Regions from separate parts of the Mus musculus genome. Here regions 1, 2, 3 and 5 are each linked to region 4. The links are chromatin contacts, called in public HiCAR-type and HiChIP or PLAC-seq maps. All regions are on one chromosome and are shown on one strand. Each heading gives the region's core, a stretch centred on a gene start, on an enhancer-like site or on the middle of the called end of the contact. The rest is flanking DNA. Distances are from core to core; before and after follow the strand shown. Region 1 has its middle 22 kb from the start of Tmx1. Region 2 has its middle 14 kb from the start of Gm32219. Region 3 overlaps Gm40436 (a long non-coding RNA gene). Region 4 holds the start of Actr10 (ARP10 actin-related protein 10). Region 5 has its middle 24 kb from the start of Tmx1.

Region 1 (3,384 bases), core at 335-2,834, 510 kb before region 4:
AGACCTTGGTGAGTTCTAGGCAGCCTGATCTACACAGTGAGTTCCAGGACAGCAGGACTACATAGTGAGACACTGTTTAGAAGACAAGAACAACAAAAACACCACAAATGCACACATAAAACGAAACAGAACAAAAAAACCCTCCTCTTCTTTTGGTTCTTTTGCTAAAACTGTACCCATTCTGTTAAAATGGAACTGCCATTTCTGATGGAGAGGTGACGGCTCTTGACACTTATTAGGTAATCAAAGCACAGCTATTTCTCAGCAGGAAAACAAAGGGCTTAGGAGATACATAGAAAAGGAGAAAGGGTCTGAGAAGTTTACACATCTCTTTTGTCCGAGGAAGAGCAAGAGGAAACATAAGAGTAAGTAAACTTAAGAAACCAGTAAACCAACCAATGAGCCAGAGAACCAGCCTAAGACAGTGCCTGAGTCATGTAGTACTATAAAAACCTGCACGAATTAGAACCTCTTACATGTATGTATGGAACCCAAGACCTTGTATGCTAAGTTTAAACATTAATTAAACAACAATATGTAAAGCCAGATACATATGCACACGAAAGAAAACATTCTAGATCACCTTGCCTCACATTTATAAAATAGTCCCAGCCCACATTGCTTTCAAAAATCTCTCCCCTCCCCCCCATATATCGCAGTTATTAATTGCTATGTAGGAAATAAAGAGAAACGCCCTTTATTATCATGAATGCCTTCTGTCAGCTGGATGTCTTCTTAGTGTATGATATGGTTATTTGAAGACAAGCACCTTGGACTTAGAAATATGTTTTCTAAACAGTTCTGGTATTTTATTTTACACATTTAAATTGAGATCGACAAAATTCTCTCCCATCACACTGTTGCATGGGATTTTAAATGTAGGGATTAGAGAGGCATCATGGGAAAATTGGCTTTGGTTGAATAATTATCTATTTAGAAATATCAGTGCAATGGAAATGAGTGTTAGGAGAATGGTTAAATGTGGTTAGAAAGATGAGAGGACAGGCTGGCTTACTTATATGGCCGCAAGTCCTTTATAAACTCTCCATTCCATAGAATGCCAAGTATCAAACTCATTAATTTTTCATTGGCACTGAAAATATTATATCAGATCTGAAGCTAATATATGCCTGACACCAAACCATGACAAGGTGATACTCCCTTTTGAAAATAAAATGTGCCCCATGTCTGGACCTACAGAGATGGATCACTCATGACTCAGAGTCCAACAGCTCTGATCTGGATCCAGTCCCTATTTACTGATGCCCTGGGCATGTTGCACATCCTCTTCAGAGCTCAGTCTCCTCTTCTGGATAATGGAGATTGCCTATCGAGCTACTGTGTGGAATAATCACCCCGAGGCGTTGGCCCCTCTTAGTCTGCACTGTGTACCTAACAGACTTAACATAAACCTCTGTGCTCTGGCTGTTGTTATTCATATCGTAACTATGGTACAGACAGGAGACTCTCTGCTCATACCAGGGTCACTACTGAAATGACAAGTGCGTCTATGACATCTGTAATGTGATTTTAAAATCCGTTTAAAACCCTTCCTTAATGAAGCCCTTAAAACTAAGTGCAATAAGAAGGCCATCCTCTGCCCCCTAGTGGCTCCACATAATTAGCCAAGACAACAAGCAAAACGTTACAGTTATTATAAACAAAGGAATATTGTGTAGGTTTTTTGGAAAGAAACAATGTATTCATGATAAGATTCCTTAATTCCAGACACTGAACCACGATTACAACTTTTCTTTCTGGTATCCTATTGGTCCCATTCCATGGTTGTATTTAAATGTTGTCACCATCTCCAGAGTGATGAGGGATCTTTACAGCTTACAGGCCACATCTAACTAAGTTCCTTAGCTTCTTCACAGTAGGAAGTGAAATATCAACGCAGGATTATATTCTCTAAGTTTTCAAAATACAAATAGAAAAGATACTGATTTTTTTTTTAAACGTATGACTCCAGCAAGGGCTGAAGCAAGTTTATTTTTTCCCATGCTGCCTTTATACCATACAAAGTACATGCAGAAAGTAGGGTCAGTTCTAGGCCAAGGAACAAACAAAGCATAAACAAAAGTCCTGTGATCACTGAAGATACTGATTTTTTTTTAATAAGCAGAGTGTTCGTGAACCTCTCTTTATCTCTTAACCTTGGGGGTGGGGCAAGCCTGTGCTTATTATTCTTTAAAGTAAATATGTATTCCTAAAAGAATGATAGAATAGGTCACCAGAGAATCAAGAACAGTGTTTAGACAGAGAAGACAAGGCAGATAGATGTGTTGGGATTCTCCAGAACCTCTCTCTCTCTCTCTCTCTCTCTCTCTCTCTCTCTCTCTCTGTGTGTGTGTGTGTGTGTGTGTGTGTGTGTGGCAGTGGGGCGTGTATGTGTGAGAGAGAGCAGGGAGGATCGAGAGAAAGAGGAGAGGAGAGAGACAGATTGATTGAGATTTGCTGTAGAGAGCTGGCTGTCAGCCATGGAGACTGGCACGTCCCAGCAGGGTAAAAGGGTGCTTGGCAAGCTAAGGAGAGTGAAGAGACTAGGTTAGCTTCATTCCCAGTCAAAGCCTGAGATGCCAGAGATCTGACAACACAACTCCAGTGTGAGATTGGCAGGTGTGAGCCCCGGGAAAGCTGGTGCTTCCATTCACATCCAAGGCAGGAAAGAGTCTGTGGTCTACTTCGAAGGTTATTGGCAGGAAGATTTCTATCCTCTTCAGCCCCTTTTGTTCTATCTAGGCCATCAGGATGAGGCCACGAGACGTGGAGGGCAGTGTTCTTTACCCAGTCACTTAAGGGTTAATCTCAAGAAAGACGACTTTCAAAGTCTTATCAAAGTGCTCAGGGATGGAGCACTTGCCTCCCTCACATAAGGTGCTGGGTTCAATCTCCAGTGCACTAAACATGAAGTTAATCCCATTGAAGACACCTGTAGTATCTACCCATGGATCTGGATACCCATCAAGTTGGCTAAATAGTCCATTGTCGTATCATATGGTGTGTGGTGTCAGGTTCTGGATCGTTCTAGTAGCCCACTGTGATTGGGCAGTGAGGTAAGGGAGGTCAATAGGAAGGCGGCGATTCCCACAAGCTTTGAGTGTATGTCTGGATGTCCATCTGTGGAACCCCTAAAGGTCTCTACAAAGAAAATGAAATTATGACAGTTGAAAATCCCAATGTGGACTTAAGCTACCACTCATTACATACCTTCTCAGCACCTGTATTAGTCAGCCTTCTCCAGAGGGACAAAATGTAGAGAATGAATCCCTCTTTCCGTGTGTGTGTGTGTGTGTGTGTGTGTGTGTAAATTTACTAGAATGACTTACAGCTGTGATCCAGCTAATCAAATAATGGCCAGCTGTAAACAGAAAGTCCAGTCAA
Region 2 (3,173 bases), core at 181-2,680, 390 kb before region 4:
CAAAGATGGGGCAGGGGGTATAGTGCCTTAGTAGAGACCTGGCATTGCCAAGGTCCTGAGTTCAACTGCTAGTACTAGGAAACAACAACAACAATGACAAAAAGAAACCAAAGTCCAAGTGAGGACAAGCCTTTGATGATGAATTCTGAAGGGTCACTTTTGGAATCTGAAGGTGTGGATAGAGTGCTTGCTACCATCAATCTTCCTAATGCTGGGGCCATTTAACACAGTTCCTCTTGTTGTGGTGACCCCCAACCATAAAATTATTTTTGTTGCTATGTCATTACTATAATTTTTCTACTTGTATGAACCATAATATAAACATCTGTGTTTTCTGATGGTCTTAGGTGACCCCTGTGAAAGGGCCATTTGAACCCCAAAGGGGTCATGACCCACAGGCTGAGAACCATTGCACAAAGCAATGGATTCCATACGAAGTACCTTATAAACTAGAGGGGGAGGCACATGCCCATAACCACAGCCCTCAGGAGGTGGAGGCAGGAGGATCGTCCTCAGATACAGAGTGAGTTCCAGCCAACCTGAGATACACGTTAGACTCTGCCTCAGTATAATGAGGAAGAATAGGGGTTTCTCCCTGTGTTTGTTTCCATGCATCCTGATAGAAGCCATCAGTGTCTGGTGCATGGTCCTGGTTCTGCCTTTCTCTCTAATTCCTTACACACAGAGCAGCAGAGCAGCAGTGCACACTGCTCTGTTCTTGAGGTATGTGCACGTCTTATTGAGGTTCCTAACAAAAGAACTCAACTTTGCTGCTTCGGTTCTCCAACTTCTCCCCTCCCTGACCCTTATTTATACATATATATATATATGTGTGTGTATATATATATGTATATGTATATATATATATATGTATGTATATATATATTCTAAAAGGATCAGAGATGAACCATTGATCCATTTGTTTGGAAAAATATGCAGCCTGCTGAGTCCACATCACCTTCAAGTGCTTTTGGTATTCAGAGACATAAAATCTTATTATTTGAGTTTGTTCAAAGAGGCATCCAGAACATGTCCAGGCAAGGCCTGGGGTGGGCTGATCTCGTGTGGCTGCTGGCTCCACGCGGGGGGGGGGGGGGGGGTTGGGGGGAATCACAGGACATCATGGCTGCATCTCACCGCCAGCTTTCAGGAACTAAGCCTGAACTTCTGGGGCCTGGCTGGAACCCACCCGCCATCACTGCCAAGCAGGAGCTGTGCCCCCACGGGCCGTCTGCAGAGGTAGCTATTGGCGGGCATTGAGAGCAAGCCAGTGGCTTAAGCCAGCTTTTGCTGGTAGCGTGGGCTGCCGGCAATAAAGCCCGAGTCCAGAGGACACTGGTGAAGTCACCCCCACCCCACAGCCTCCTTCAGCCACACAGCTGCACTAGATCTAATTGGATTTAGTCTGATCATCTTCGAAGCACAGCATGAGCTGGGCCATCAGTCCCAGCCAACCCGGAAGAAAACCAGGACAGGAAGGGACCCACCCAAGGTTACACTGAATCACTAGCATTTAAAACTGGAAGCACAGCTTCCATATTGCTATAGAAACGCATTTAAATGAATAAAAGCAATTGGGCACTGTTTAAATTACACCACTCCTTTCTGGGGCTAGATCATTATAATGCAAGTGCAAACAAATTAATACTTTCCTGCTTTTCCTTTTGGAGGGGAAGAAAGCAACAAGGTACCAAGGCTAACCACTTGACTGCGTGGTATTTCAAGAGTTCCTACTGTCTTAAAGAATCTGCAGGTGTTACATGTTGGCACTTTTGAAACACTAACCCCCTGAATCTTTGCTATTGTAATTTCTAAAATTTTTACAAATACATTTATGGGGAAAAAAGCCTGTTATTCAAAACTTAGAAATTCTCATATAAAGGGCTGGGGTGATGTAGTGCTTGCCACATAAGCACTGTAATCTGAGTTCATAGCCCCAAGCACCCACAAAAAGGACAGGACAGGCCTGTAACCCATGACCTCAGTCCCTGTAACCTCAGAGCTGGCTGGGCAGAGACGAGCAGACCTCTGGGGCTAGCTGACCATCTGGGCTAGCTGAAACAGACCATCCCAAAAGACAAGGAGAAAAGCAATAAGGAAAATGCTCAACGTCACCCTCTGTACCACAAATGAGTGTCCCTGTACATATGCACACATACACATATACATGCACACGTACATGCACATGCACACGCACACAAATTCATTTCTAAAAATATAGGAAACAAATGCCATTTTGAGTGACAATTGAATAACTTTTAATATTTCCATACTTCTTCAGTCTCTCTTCTATGAATATATATTAATATATATTAAATATATATATTTCTTTAAACAAAAATAGGATTTATTTATTGTACAGTTTGGAGAGCTAAGGTTTTTGATTGCACATTCCATTTCTAGAATATTAAGATCCCAAACACATTCTTCTGAAATGCAGTGAAGAAATGAAGATGCCATTCATCATTCATTTATGGCACCATGATGTTTGAGTGACGCACAGGATGGACTACAGTTGACTAGCATTCCCATCACCCCACACTCAGAGAGGAAGAAGGGGTAGACACTCCCCTAACTTCCCGAGAGCTGGCCTTCATCCCCATCCTCACAGGCTTCTGTTCTCAGTAGCCGTAGGCAGTTCTCCCCTTGGCTCTTTCCATCTGGTGCCAGGTCACTGGCTTCCTTCTTTAAAAACTCATCACTCCAATCATGTCTTCTCTTTGGACATCCATATCTATTGAAATACCACCTTTTTCTCAGAAGCATCTAAATACAATCAAATGTCTCCCATGATGCATTTTCTCTTGATCTCTAGTCACTGTCCATAATCCACCTTCAAAAAATATTCTTGTTTGACAGGGGGAGCATACTTATGAGTGGAAATGTAGAATTTTGGTATATGTATGTGATGTGTAATGATCAGACTGGGGTAAGCAATGTATGTCATGTAAGATATCGTCTTAGTTAGGGTTCCCATTGCTGTGAACAGACACCATGACCAAGGCAACTCTTATAAAGGCAACTTGTAATTGGGACTGGCTTAAAGGTTCAGAAGTTCAGCCCATCATCATCAGTTATCATCAAGGCGGAAGCATGGCAGCATCTGGGCAGGCATAGTACAAGAGGAGCTGAGAGTTCTACATCTTCATCTGAAGGCCACTAGGAGAAAACTG
Region 3 (3,109 bases), core at 491-2,990, 330 kb before region 4:
TACTTAAAGTGATGTATTTTTTGGTTTTAGATTTATAGGTGACTTTATATATATATGGAAATGTTTTATTTAAGTTTCTTATTTCTAATTTCATTGCAGTATGACTAGGAGGCGTGGCCTACACTAGTTGCAATATTTGGAATCTGAGGGGTTTGTGGCTATGAATAGCTGGGACTTCTTCATATGCCAAAAGAAACATGCATTCTCTGTGTTAATAACATATCAAATATATTATTTAAATGTCTTTATTTTTAACTTCCTAGTTTATTGGGAATTCAAAAGTGGCCTTAAGAAGTCCCCTCTTATCATCTCCTTTCTTATGCTTCCAGTGTTTTCTTAATATAGTTCGAGATGATTCATTTTTTAAAGTGTTAATTTTCTATTTAATGCCAATTACTTTGACAGCATGTAGCTGATGATAATACGGCCACCTGCTTTCTTCTTGTGTATTTTTTTCCTTTAGTCATCCTTTTATTTTTAACTGTTCTGAATCATACAAATATACATGTCCACACAAACATGTCTGCCTTGGTTGGTGATAGTGATAGAGCCATATACGTGTGCAAGTGTAAATGTTTTATGAATATTTATACTTGGACCTGTGTCCAAATCTCTGGGATTGATGGACCCTAATTCAGTCATCATGTAGCCCTCTCCAAGCCTGTTGGTTTCTTCCTGTTTCCTGTGCTGTTTCTGGGTGGCTGTGTGATTTCCTGTTCTGTTAGACGTGGCTGCATGGTTCCCTTCCTTTGTAGCCAGGTGCTCTTCGGCCTGAGTTCTAGCTAACAAGGTGCAGTGAGAATAAAGTTGTCATTTCTACGCTCTCCTCTTTGCTCTCTCTGGCTGTGTGTCAATGGCAAGGCAGCCTTGCAAATCACAGGCAAAGGCAGAGCTTGCATCCGTCTGACATCCCTGCATCACCGTGAGAAGCAGAGCCTCTTAGCTACTGATCACATTCGATGAGAGACTTGGGCAATGCTGCTTGCCACTATCAGCCGCTACTCAGCTGTCATGCCTCAGCAGCTAATGTAAACCAGCACAAGAAAAGTCAGGGAAGTGGGTCCTGAGATAACAAAAACACAATGAGACAGTGCACTATGGTCCTAACAACTGGGACCTGGGCAGCCAGGAGTTGATACTGAAGAGCAAGGGATGAAGACCCATTGTTCACAGGAACAGAATGGGAAACTGCTATCAAGGACCACTTCATGGCAGAGAGGATACACACTGTGCTCACAGTTCTTTGGGGAGAGTGGGGCGAAAGAGGTTTGTACTATATGCATGTGGATAGGGCTGCCCTGGGCAAAGTTTTAGGAAGGGCTCCAGCAGGAACTGCCTGCAAGCAGAAACGAAACAAAACAGGATTCAAAAGTTTGGAACTTGGGCAGCAAGGAAGTTGACCAGCCCCAGATCTCAAGCAACAGGAAAGTGAGTTGGAGGTGGGGTGGGCGGGGCGAGTGAGCCTTTGAGACCTTATAGACCTCTGAGACTCTGTTCCGAAGCAGACTACATATGGGAATGGCCTTCTCCCCCAGGCTGCTCCAGTAACCAGTGACCAGTTGAAAGAGAACAAAAGTGGCTGAGAGAGAAAAAAGAGAATTAGATCAAGAATTATGTCTAGGCTCAGGGCACAGGAACTTTCTGGAAGCAAATTTCTTAGAAGCTATCAAGAGTTTGGCTTGAACTGTGCAGTCTGAGGGCTTTGTTGCTCTTGGAAACCTCCCTGACCTCATCACAAATGTGACATGTTTGTGTCACGATATAACGGCCTGGGAAGAATGGCTGAAGACACTCCTGCCACATTCTTGGCTGAGTTGCTGCATGAGAAGTCAAGTTCTGAGTATCAGTTGTCTAAACCCCTGGGGGACCCCACAGCATGGGGCAGCCTACTCTCATGTGCTTCTTTTTGCTCTTGTCTGAACCAGAACCTGACTGTGTGCTTGTGTGACTGCTAGTAGGGAAACATAAACAACATTTGTACAATTCAGAGAGGGCACCAATGACAGATCAAAGAAACTCATCTACCCATGTCTGCCTTAGTGAACCCATAAGTTTGTTGGGGTCACTTATGAGCATATGTGTGAGACATTGTTAATAGCGTGGATAACTCAAAGGTGGCTATGTCACTGAGATGCCTACCCTAGCATAGATGACAAACTCAAAAGCTGTGACCCTGGAGGTCCTCCCACATCTAGGAAGGAACCTCAGCAAGGTTGGGGAGTTTCCTTTTCCCAGTTGTATCTAACCTGGACATAGAAGGGGGTGAGGCTTGCAAAGCTTGTAAATTTAGGTACTTCCTGAGACTTGGAAGTTGTTACTTCCTGAGTTTTAAGGAGTCTCTCTCTGGGCTAGAAAATTTCAATTCATAGGAAGTTGCTATACCATGTGTGAGGTTCTAAATAGTAAGGCTGATCTGCAACAGGAAACAGGTGCCAAGGTAACCTGCCCCATCCATCCCAGAGTTCTCCGTCACCCCTAAACCTTACTCCCCCCAGATACCCCTCACTTCTTTCTCCCTCTTTTCTTCGTTCTTATTTGAAGACCTGGTCTTGCTCTATAGTCCTGGGTGGCCCTGAACTTGCAGTAATGCCCCACTTCCACCTCTGAATGTTGGAGTTACCTACATGCCCAGCCTCCCTTTACTTTATGAAGACATTTCTAAATTGTGTGGAGATGTAGTTTATGTGTCATGATATAACTCCTTCATTATGGCTCTACATGATCACAACAAAGCTGAAATTGTGTCCTGACTTTAAGGTCTGTTGACATATATAGTTCTGTTTGTTATTGTACTAAATGGCCTTTGGAATTATTTTCCCTCACTTAGCATTAGCTGCAGTGATTTACTGAGCACTCGTTATATAATATGCGAAGGACGACAAGTGCTATTTAAGGAGTTATATTTGCACTCTTCTGTCTTCCATGCTATACTTAGAACAAAACTTAACATATAACTGATTAAAGATTCATAAATTAAAAAGTACATAGAAAAAATCAATGGGTGTAAATAAAAACATCTGTGAAGGGGATGTGGGGAACCCACTCAATGAAAGTGGTCTGGAAAGAATTACCCAAGGGTAACTCACACTGAACCAGCTGTTATAATAAA
Region 4 (3,123 bases), core at 556-3,055:
TCTTCTCTGAAGAAATTCCTTTGTAATGAGATTATTAGGTGATTTCATGAGCAGTATTTCATAGGTTTGCAGTGAGAAAGGGACTGAGAAGATGAAGATCAAAGGTCACACAGGTTAAGCATGTTTCAGGCTTGAACATAGTTTATTGGCTGTTTTAATGTTCTTGTTTGAACAGTTTCTATTATCTTCAGTTTTCAAATTAAAATGCAAATACATTGTTCACCTCTTTTCGTTTCCATCCTCGCTCTAACCCTTCCTGTGCCACACCTTTGCTCTCTCAAATCGATGGTCTCTGTTTCTTTAATCTCATTACACACACACACACACACACACACACACACACACACACCAGCTTGTGTGTGTCTGTTTATGAATATCATGGTTGGGTAAGACTGGTTTCCCTTCTTTGAAAGCTTGTATGGAGCCTTCTGGTACCATGAAAGCTAGTTCTCAGGGAGGAGGCTTTCTGGTTAGAACCTCTGGGTCCTCTGTCTAAAGTGCATGGTGTCTTAGCAACAACGACTTATCCTCAACCTCTGCAATGCAACTAAGAGCAACAGCAAAGCTTGTTTGGGGAGTTTCTTGGACATCTCTGACAAACTGCTCAAACAGCATCTCCTTGCCCAGTGCTGGGATTTTTGTTAGATGACTGTGAGAAAATGTCTCTTTTGCAGACTGTCTGGACAGTTTTTTCAGTTGGGTCAACATTCTTTGCTTCCAGCCAGCAAGAGAAATAAATCAGGGTTTTTTTTGTTTGTTTGTTTTTTTAATGTACTCTTAAATCTTTCTTTTTAAAAAATACTCCACAAGAGGTTCCATTCAAACATCTGAGATTATTAAGGAATATATTTGTTTTGTGTTCATTCTTTTTTTCTTTCTGCTAAAATAACCACGATATTCTCCTTATTAAATTTTTATTTATTTGTTCTCGATTTCATGTATATGCTTTGATCATATCTTTGCATCTTGCCACCATGACACCTGGTTTCTCCTCTTCTAGAAATCCAATCAATCTCCCCAGCAACAGGCAAGAACTGCTGTCTTAGTAACTATTCTATTTCTGGGAAGAGACAACATGACTAAGACAACTCTTATAAAAGGAATCGTCAATCGGGGACCTGCTTACAGTTTTAGTTAATGATGGGGGGGTGGGGTGGCGGGCAGGCATGGCAATGAAGCAGTAGCTGAGAGCTTTACATCTTAATTGCCAGGCAACAAGGGTCCGGGGTGGGGGTTGGGGGCAGAGGAGGCAGGGAGGAGAGAGCTGCGCCTAGTGTGGGCTTTTTAAACCCCAAAGTCCACTCCCAGTGACACACCTCCTCCAAGGTCAAATCTCCATATCCTTCCAAAACTGTTCCAGTCCTCGGTGACTAAGCATTCAAACAGATGAGCCTAGGCGCGCGGGGGGGGGGGGGGGGGGGGCGTTCGCATGTAAACCACCACAAATACTGCTGTAATTAAGGAGCATTTCCGCCTTCCCAATCCAAGTTTTGAATTTAGATCTTAGGATCCTTTTCTAGAACTGCTTCGGGGAGAGTGAAAGCCAATCTCTTCTGAGCAGACTCTATCTTGTGTGTTCATTGCGGCGACTAAATGTCATGATAAACGACCAACACAGAACTGGAGAATGAGAAAGCGATCTCAAGTTCCTGCCTCCCCTCCTAAGCCGCTAAAAATCCTTACTACGCCGCGCAGGCGCCCCCGGCCGCTGAGCGAGAGGACCCGGGAGGCTCCGCCCCTCTAAGGTGTCCGGCGCGCCTGACCGCCTCGGCCTCCGCGACGTCAGGCCTCTCCTTGGCCAGCCCGGGTCCTCGGCTTTGTGAGGACCCCGCCCCGCCCCCGCGCTGAGGCAGCCCCCCCGCCGGGCGGACCACTTCACCCTCTCTACGTCGGTCTCTCAAAGATGCCGCTCTACGAGGGCCTTGGGAGCGGCGGCGAGAAGACAGCAGTCGTGATCGACCTAGGAGAAGCTTTCACCAAGTGAGTGGCCATGGGCGGCTGTGGGCCCGAGGGACGTGCCGGTGGTCCCGGACTGGCAACCGTCTTTAGGCCCGCTGGGCACCCGGGACCTTCCCCCGGCGATCCCGCGAATGCTAGCTCACATCGTTGCCTTAAGGCAAAGCTCAGTCCACACTCAGTGATGAATGTGTTGTCAGGGAGGACTCTCTTGGGCAATGCGAACCTGTAGGATCTGGTGGCCTGAGTGGGATCTGGACTCCTAGAGAAGCCCAGGAAGCTCGGGGAACGGTGTCCCCCACCCCACCCCCGTCTAAGGTGATCAGGGGCCATCACTTTAACTTTTGACAGCGATGACCCAGATTGTGCTTGCCTCTGGCTGGGTCAGATTGGAAGGAAACCATCGAATTGTAACGCTTGCTGACTCTTTCCACCATAAAACATTTATGGGATGGAGCCCCATTGGTTCTGGAAATAGATTGTTCTCCAGGAGTGTAGGAAATCAGCTATGGAGCCCTGGCACATGAAGACAGGAAGCCGCATAGAAATGAGACGGGAAATTGTTGGTTACCTTATAATACTCTTAGACCCACATTTTGCACTTTAAAAAAGCAGTTTGTAAGCACGGGAGTAGTGGTCCTCGAAGTGGCAGTCAAAGGTAGAGATAGCAAAACACAAATTCACAAGCCTTGGAACATCTGGACAGTATGAGAGGATGCTGGACGGTTTTAAGTTCTTTGGACCATCCATTTAAGAGTCCTTGTATTGGACTCAAGAACAACACAGAATTACATGACATATATGTATATATAAAGTGATGTTGTGTATGAAATACATATTAGGCTCCAGAAAGCTGAGAGTTCCATCATATATACATATTATGTGTTTGAGGTGAAGTTATATATGAAACAGATGTGTGGATTATTTTTGCATATTTTAAACACTTCCTAACCTGTAATAGATGTTAAGCAACTATTAAATAAATGGTCATAAGAACAGACTTAAAAATTGGTCCTTAGAAGCTACAGAATTGGATTAAACATAGTTCTTGATTATCCTCTCCTTCTCTGACTCTCCCATATTCATCTTACTTTTTTAAAAAACATTAATATAATAAGTAGAGATTACTACCTGAAAATAATTATTGTGGCTATACATTGAAAATAT
Region 5 (3,138 bases), core at 204-2,703, 460 kb before region 4:
CGTGATTGAACACACATGTAGAGAGTGACTTTCCTCAAGGCAGGAGAAAATTGTAAAGAAAATTCTTGACAGCTGCCTTCTGAAGAAATTTAGGTATAACAGAGGGCAATTTGGTAAAAATAATTAACGGGATTAATTAATTAAACAAAAATAATTTTGTTTAATCTGGGAAAAGGTACATTTGTAATTAGCTTTCTTGCTGAGGGAAGATTGATATTAGGAAAACTTTCATTCATTTGGCAAGATGCAAGCCTTGTTTATTTGTATAGACCAGCAGAGTCGGGGTTTTGAATTATGTATGATCTAGCCGTCAGTATGGCTTGAGTCCCCTTAATTTGTGTGGAGTTTTACATATGTTTATTTATGGTCATGTATTTTTCTAGCACTCATCTTTCCTTGGTCCTAGGGTCCTGTGCTGGCTACTTTTATGTCAACTTGACACAAGCTAGAGTCATCAGGGGAGGGAGTCTCAATTGAGAAAATGGCTTTATCAGATCCTACTGTAGGGCATTCTCTTAGTGATTGGTGGAGGAGGACCCAGCCCATTGTGGGTGATGCCATCCCTGGGCTGGTGGTCCTGGGTTCTATAAGCAAGCAGGCTGAGCAAGGTATATGAAGCAAGCCAGTAAGCAGCATTCCGTTTTGAGTTCCTGTTCTGACACTCCTCCAGGGATGAGCAGTGAAGTGTAAGCCAGATAAATAAACCCTTTACTCCACAGTTTGCTTTTGGTCATTTTTTTTTTAATTATAGCAATATTAACCCTAACTAAGACAGGTCCTTCTGGCTGGGTTTATTGTACAATACACAAGGTGGGTTAGTGGGTGTTAGAGTTTGCTGTTTAAGAGAATGTTTCAGGAAAAACTTTTTTTCCTTAGAGAGTTCATCCTAAGGAAAACTGAAAGCAGTAGATGGAAGTGATGTGCCCTGGGAGTCCGCATGCTGAGGGAGCACACGTAATGGTCTTGATGTGTCACCCTCTCTGGTGTGTTAACTTGAGTCTGTTTCACTTTACAGTAAAATTCTCCATCTCTTTGTCATTCTCTCTTTCTCCCTCCCTCCCTCCCTCTCTCCCTCTGTTTCTCTGTCTTTGTCTCTGTCTGTCTGTCTGTCTGTCTGTCTGTCTGTCTGTCTGTCTCGGTATGAGTGTGTGTGTGTGTGTGTGTGTGTGTGTGTGTGTGTGTGTGTGTGTGTGTTAGTGTATATGTGTGTATATTATACTTAGGAAGTGTCTTTCATCATAGAAGGAGCCCTCTGACTCAATTACCCTCAGATCTTTGCCTGGTCCCTTGAAAACCACATTTAGTGTGCTATGCTTCGTGGCTGTCCCCAGCTGCTATTTATTGTTTGTTTGCTTGTTTGTTTGTTTTTTTCCCCCAAGGCAATAAGGAACTTGGGCACTGACTAACTAAACGCTAACTCCATAGTTCCTGTTTTGTTTTTCTTCAGGGAAATAGCTAACCTCGATGACAAGCAGGCATTACTGTCAGGACAGGAAGCCCTGGGCACCTGGAGGCGGAGCTCAGTGCTAGAGTTTGCCCAGCACCTGGCCAACACCACAGGAAAGGAAGAAAAACTGAACAAGGAGAAGAAGCAAAGCTTCGCACTTCAGGCACAGAGCGCCTGGGCGTGGCTGCGGAGAGCAGACAGGCAGCTTGCGCTGTTCAGATCGAGCAGCAGAAAGGATAACTGATACTTCGTGCTTCTCTTGGATTCCACTCAAAACAAATGGGCACACTGTCTACTATTTAACTCGGGAAATCTCTCCAGGGAGAAAACGCAGCATAAATAAAGTTTTCAAACTAGATCAAAATGTCCTTTTTCATCATTGTTGATCCCCAGTGACAGGCTGCTTTAGGGAGCACAAGAAGGCAGGGGGCAGTGCTGAGGTGTCTGTTTGTTTGGGTGGCAAATAAATAAATAATTAAAATAAAAGTACAACTTGACTTACTTCCTAAGTTTTCTCTCCCTGACCGTAGAAAGCCCTCTTGGCCCGTGTTCTCAGTCCCACACCGGAATCTGGAACAGTTTTTTCATAATGGAGTAGAATTGTCAGATTCAGTCTGCCGTAGTAATGGATATTTTGTGGGTTTTGTGAGTACTCCCACTGATTGGCTCTAAGGGATAGCCTGTATCACTTTCTTCGCTTGAGCCTCCATGATCCCTCTCTACAGTCCCTGAGACAAGGGTGAGTGAGCAAGTAGGTCATGTGGAAGTGATCCCATTAAGCTAGGCTGAGAGCGCAAAGGAGCAGAACGGGCCCCAGGGGGCAGTACTGAGATCTATTGCCGAGTTGGTTTCTGTGTGGCTGACAACTACTCAGTTATTGATGGGAGATAGTCTTCCAGTTTTTCTCAGAACTGTTTGCCTGGGAAACAAGGCTGGAAAATATTTAGATGTTGTGTTCTGCCTCCTGTTGGCTAACCTTAGCCATTGCAGGCACCGAGTACAAGAAGTGGAACCAAAACGATCTATGGAAAGTCTTGGTGGTGGATAACAGATGCCCCACAAAATGCGGCGACGTTAATGTGAGTCCGATGAATTCTGAGCGCACAGTATGCCTTCGGTGACTATTTACTGCACCGGAAGCTATATATCTGTGAAGAAAGAAACCACTCATTATCATCCCCGTTTTCACAGATCTGCCAAGGATACGTGGGCTAGGTTTTATTTTCTGATACTTTAACAAGATATTATTCTACTGACTGGAGATAGCTTTCAGCACTCTTCCGACATGATTTATGCAGCAGTATCTGAAGGTTTCAATCAAGGAATAACAAAAAAGGTATTTCACCTTATCATTCCCTAAAGACTGGAAGTACTCGGAAGCGTTCAACTCCGAGGTTCCAGTTATCTTGAAATATGTATTGGTTCACAAACTAGACTTGTTAAAAAGAACACAGAGAGTCCCCTGTGTACTTAATCAGCATCCCCTCTTATTAGTATGTATTCAACAGATCGATAAGGAGATGACCACTGATACCATACTATTAATCCACCATTAAATCTTACTCGGATTTTTAACAGGTTTCCCGGTAAAGTGCCGAGATTCTGCAAGACCAGCCTTCCTGGGTGTTTCATGGCCTTAATGTATTTGAAGGTCACTGTCTGTTGCTTCAGAGATTCTCAGTCTGCTGCGG

The links. HiCAR-type assays count read pairs that join an accessible place to other places. HiChIP or PLAC-seq counts read pairs in DNA pulled down with a chosen protein or histone mark.
Region 1: an H3K4me3 HiChIP or PLAC-seq map of forebrain shows a contact between it and region 4, with 6 times the contacts expected there. The contact joins the enhancer-like site here to the promoter of Actr10 in region 4. A contact is called at or near these places in 1 of 39 promoter capture datasets (cranial neural crest), 1 of 484 Hi-C or Micro-C datasets (bone marrow-derived macrophages), 9 of 115 datasets of contacts at active chromatin or transcription factors (bone marrow-derived macrophages, embryonic basal ganglia, embryonic forebrain and 5 more) and 2 of 9 other capture datasets (embryonic stem cells and liver).
Region 2: an H3K4me3 HiChIP or PLAC-seq map of embryonic stem cells shows a contact between it and region 4, with 33 read pairs. The contact joins the enhancer-like site here to the promoter of Actr10 in region 4. A contact is called at or near these places in 4 of 39 promoter capture datasets (3T3-L1-derived adipocytes, cranial neural crest, frontonasal cranial neural crest and 1 more), 2 of 484 Hi-C or Micro-C datasets (bone marrow-derived macrophages and nephron progenitors), 12 of 115 datasets of contacts at active chromatin or transcription factors (astrocytes, bone marrow-derived macrophages, embryonic basal ganglia and 6 more) and 1 of 9 other capture datasets (pancreatic islet).
Region 3: a contact with region 4 is called in a HiCAR-type map of fibro-adipogenic progenitors, with 5 times the contacts expected there. The contact joins the enhancer-like site here to the promoter of Actr10 in region 4. A contact is called at or near these places in 1 of 39 promoter capture datasets (embryonic stem cells), 10 of 115 datasets of contacts at active chromatin or transcription factors (bone marrow-derived macrophages, craniofacial prominence, embryonic limb bud and 4 more) and 1 of 9 other capture datasets (adipose tissue).
Region 5: an H3K4me3 HiChIP or PLAC-seq map of bone marrow-derived macrophages shows a contact between it and region 4, with 12 times the contacts expected there. The contact joins the enhancer-like site here to the promoter of Actr10 in region 4. A contact is called at or near these places in 24 of 39 promoter capture datasets (the 3T3-L1 cell line, 3T3-L1-derived adipocytes, the C10 cell line and 17 more), 1 of 15 datasets of contacts at CTCF or cohesin (the NIH/3T3 cell line), 2 of 484 Hi-C or Micro-C datasets (bone marrow-derived macrophages and liver), 25 of 115 datasets of contacts at active chromatin or transcription factors (the 230-238 cell line, CD8 T cells, DN3 thymocytes and 18 more) and 3 of 9 other capture datasets (adipose tissue, liver and pancreatic islet).

What each region holds. Positions count from the first base shown.
Region 1 is chr12:70,429,132-70,432,515 of GRCm38.p6, forward strand. No RefSeq gene overlaps it. Among named protein-coding and RNA genes, the nearest start is that of Tmx1, 22 kb to the right of the region's middle. Within about 2 kb of position 1,585, at least 17 of the 459 cell types and tissues checked have an H3K27ac peak or open chromatin away from gene starts, as enhancers often do. A contact at or near this core is called in forebrain, where this site is marked.
Region 2 is chr12:70,548,086-70,551,258 of GRCm38.p6, forward strand. No RefSeq gene overlaps it. Among named protein-coding and RNA genes, the nearest start is that of Gm32219, 14 kb to the left of the region's middle. Within about 2 kb of position 1,431, at least 6 of the 459 cell types and tissues checked have an H3K27ac peak or open chromatin away from gene starts, as enhancers often do. A contact at or near this core is called in embryonic stem cells, where this site is marked.
Region 3 is chr12:70,607,886-70,610,994 of GRCm38.p6, forward strand. The region is part of intron 1 of Gm40436 (a long non-coding RNA gene); the gene reads left to right. Among named protein-coding and RNA genes, the nearest start is that of Gm40436, 19 kb to the left of the region's middle. Within about 2 kb of position 1,741, at least 19 of the 459 cell types and tissues checked have an H3K27ac peak or open chromatin away from gene starts, as enhancers often do. A contact at or near this core is called in fibro-adipogenic progenitors, where this site is marked.
Region 4 is chr12:70,936,052-70,939,174 of GRCm38.p6, forward strand. Actr10 (ARP10 actin-related protein 10) reads left to right here and starts at 1,806. Exons shown (of 13, transcript NM_019785.2): 1 at 1,806-1,980. The coding sequence starts at 1,904.
Region 5 is chr12:70,475,503-70,478,640 of GRCm38.p6, forward strand. No RefSeq gene overlaps it. Among named protein-coding and RNA genes, the nearest start is that of Tmx1, 24 kb to the left of the region's middle. Within about 2 kb of position 1,454, at least 53 of the 459 cell types and tissues checked have an H3K27ac peak or open chromatin away from gene starts, as enhancers often do. A contact at or near this core is called in acute myeloid leukemia, adipose tissue, bone marrow-derived macrophages and 1 more, where this site is marked.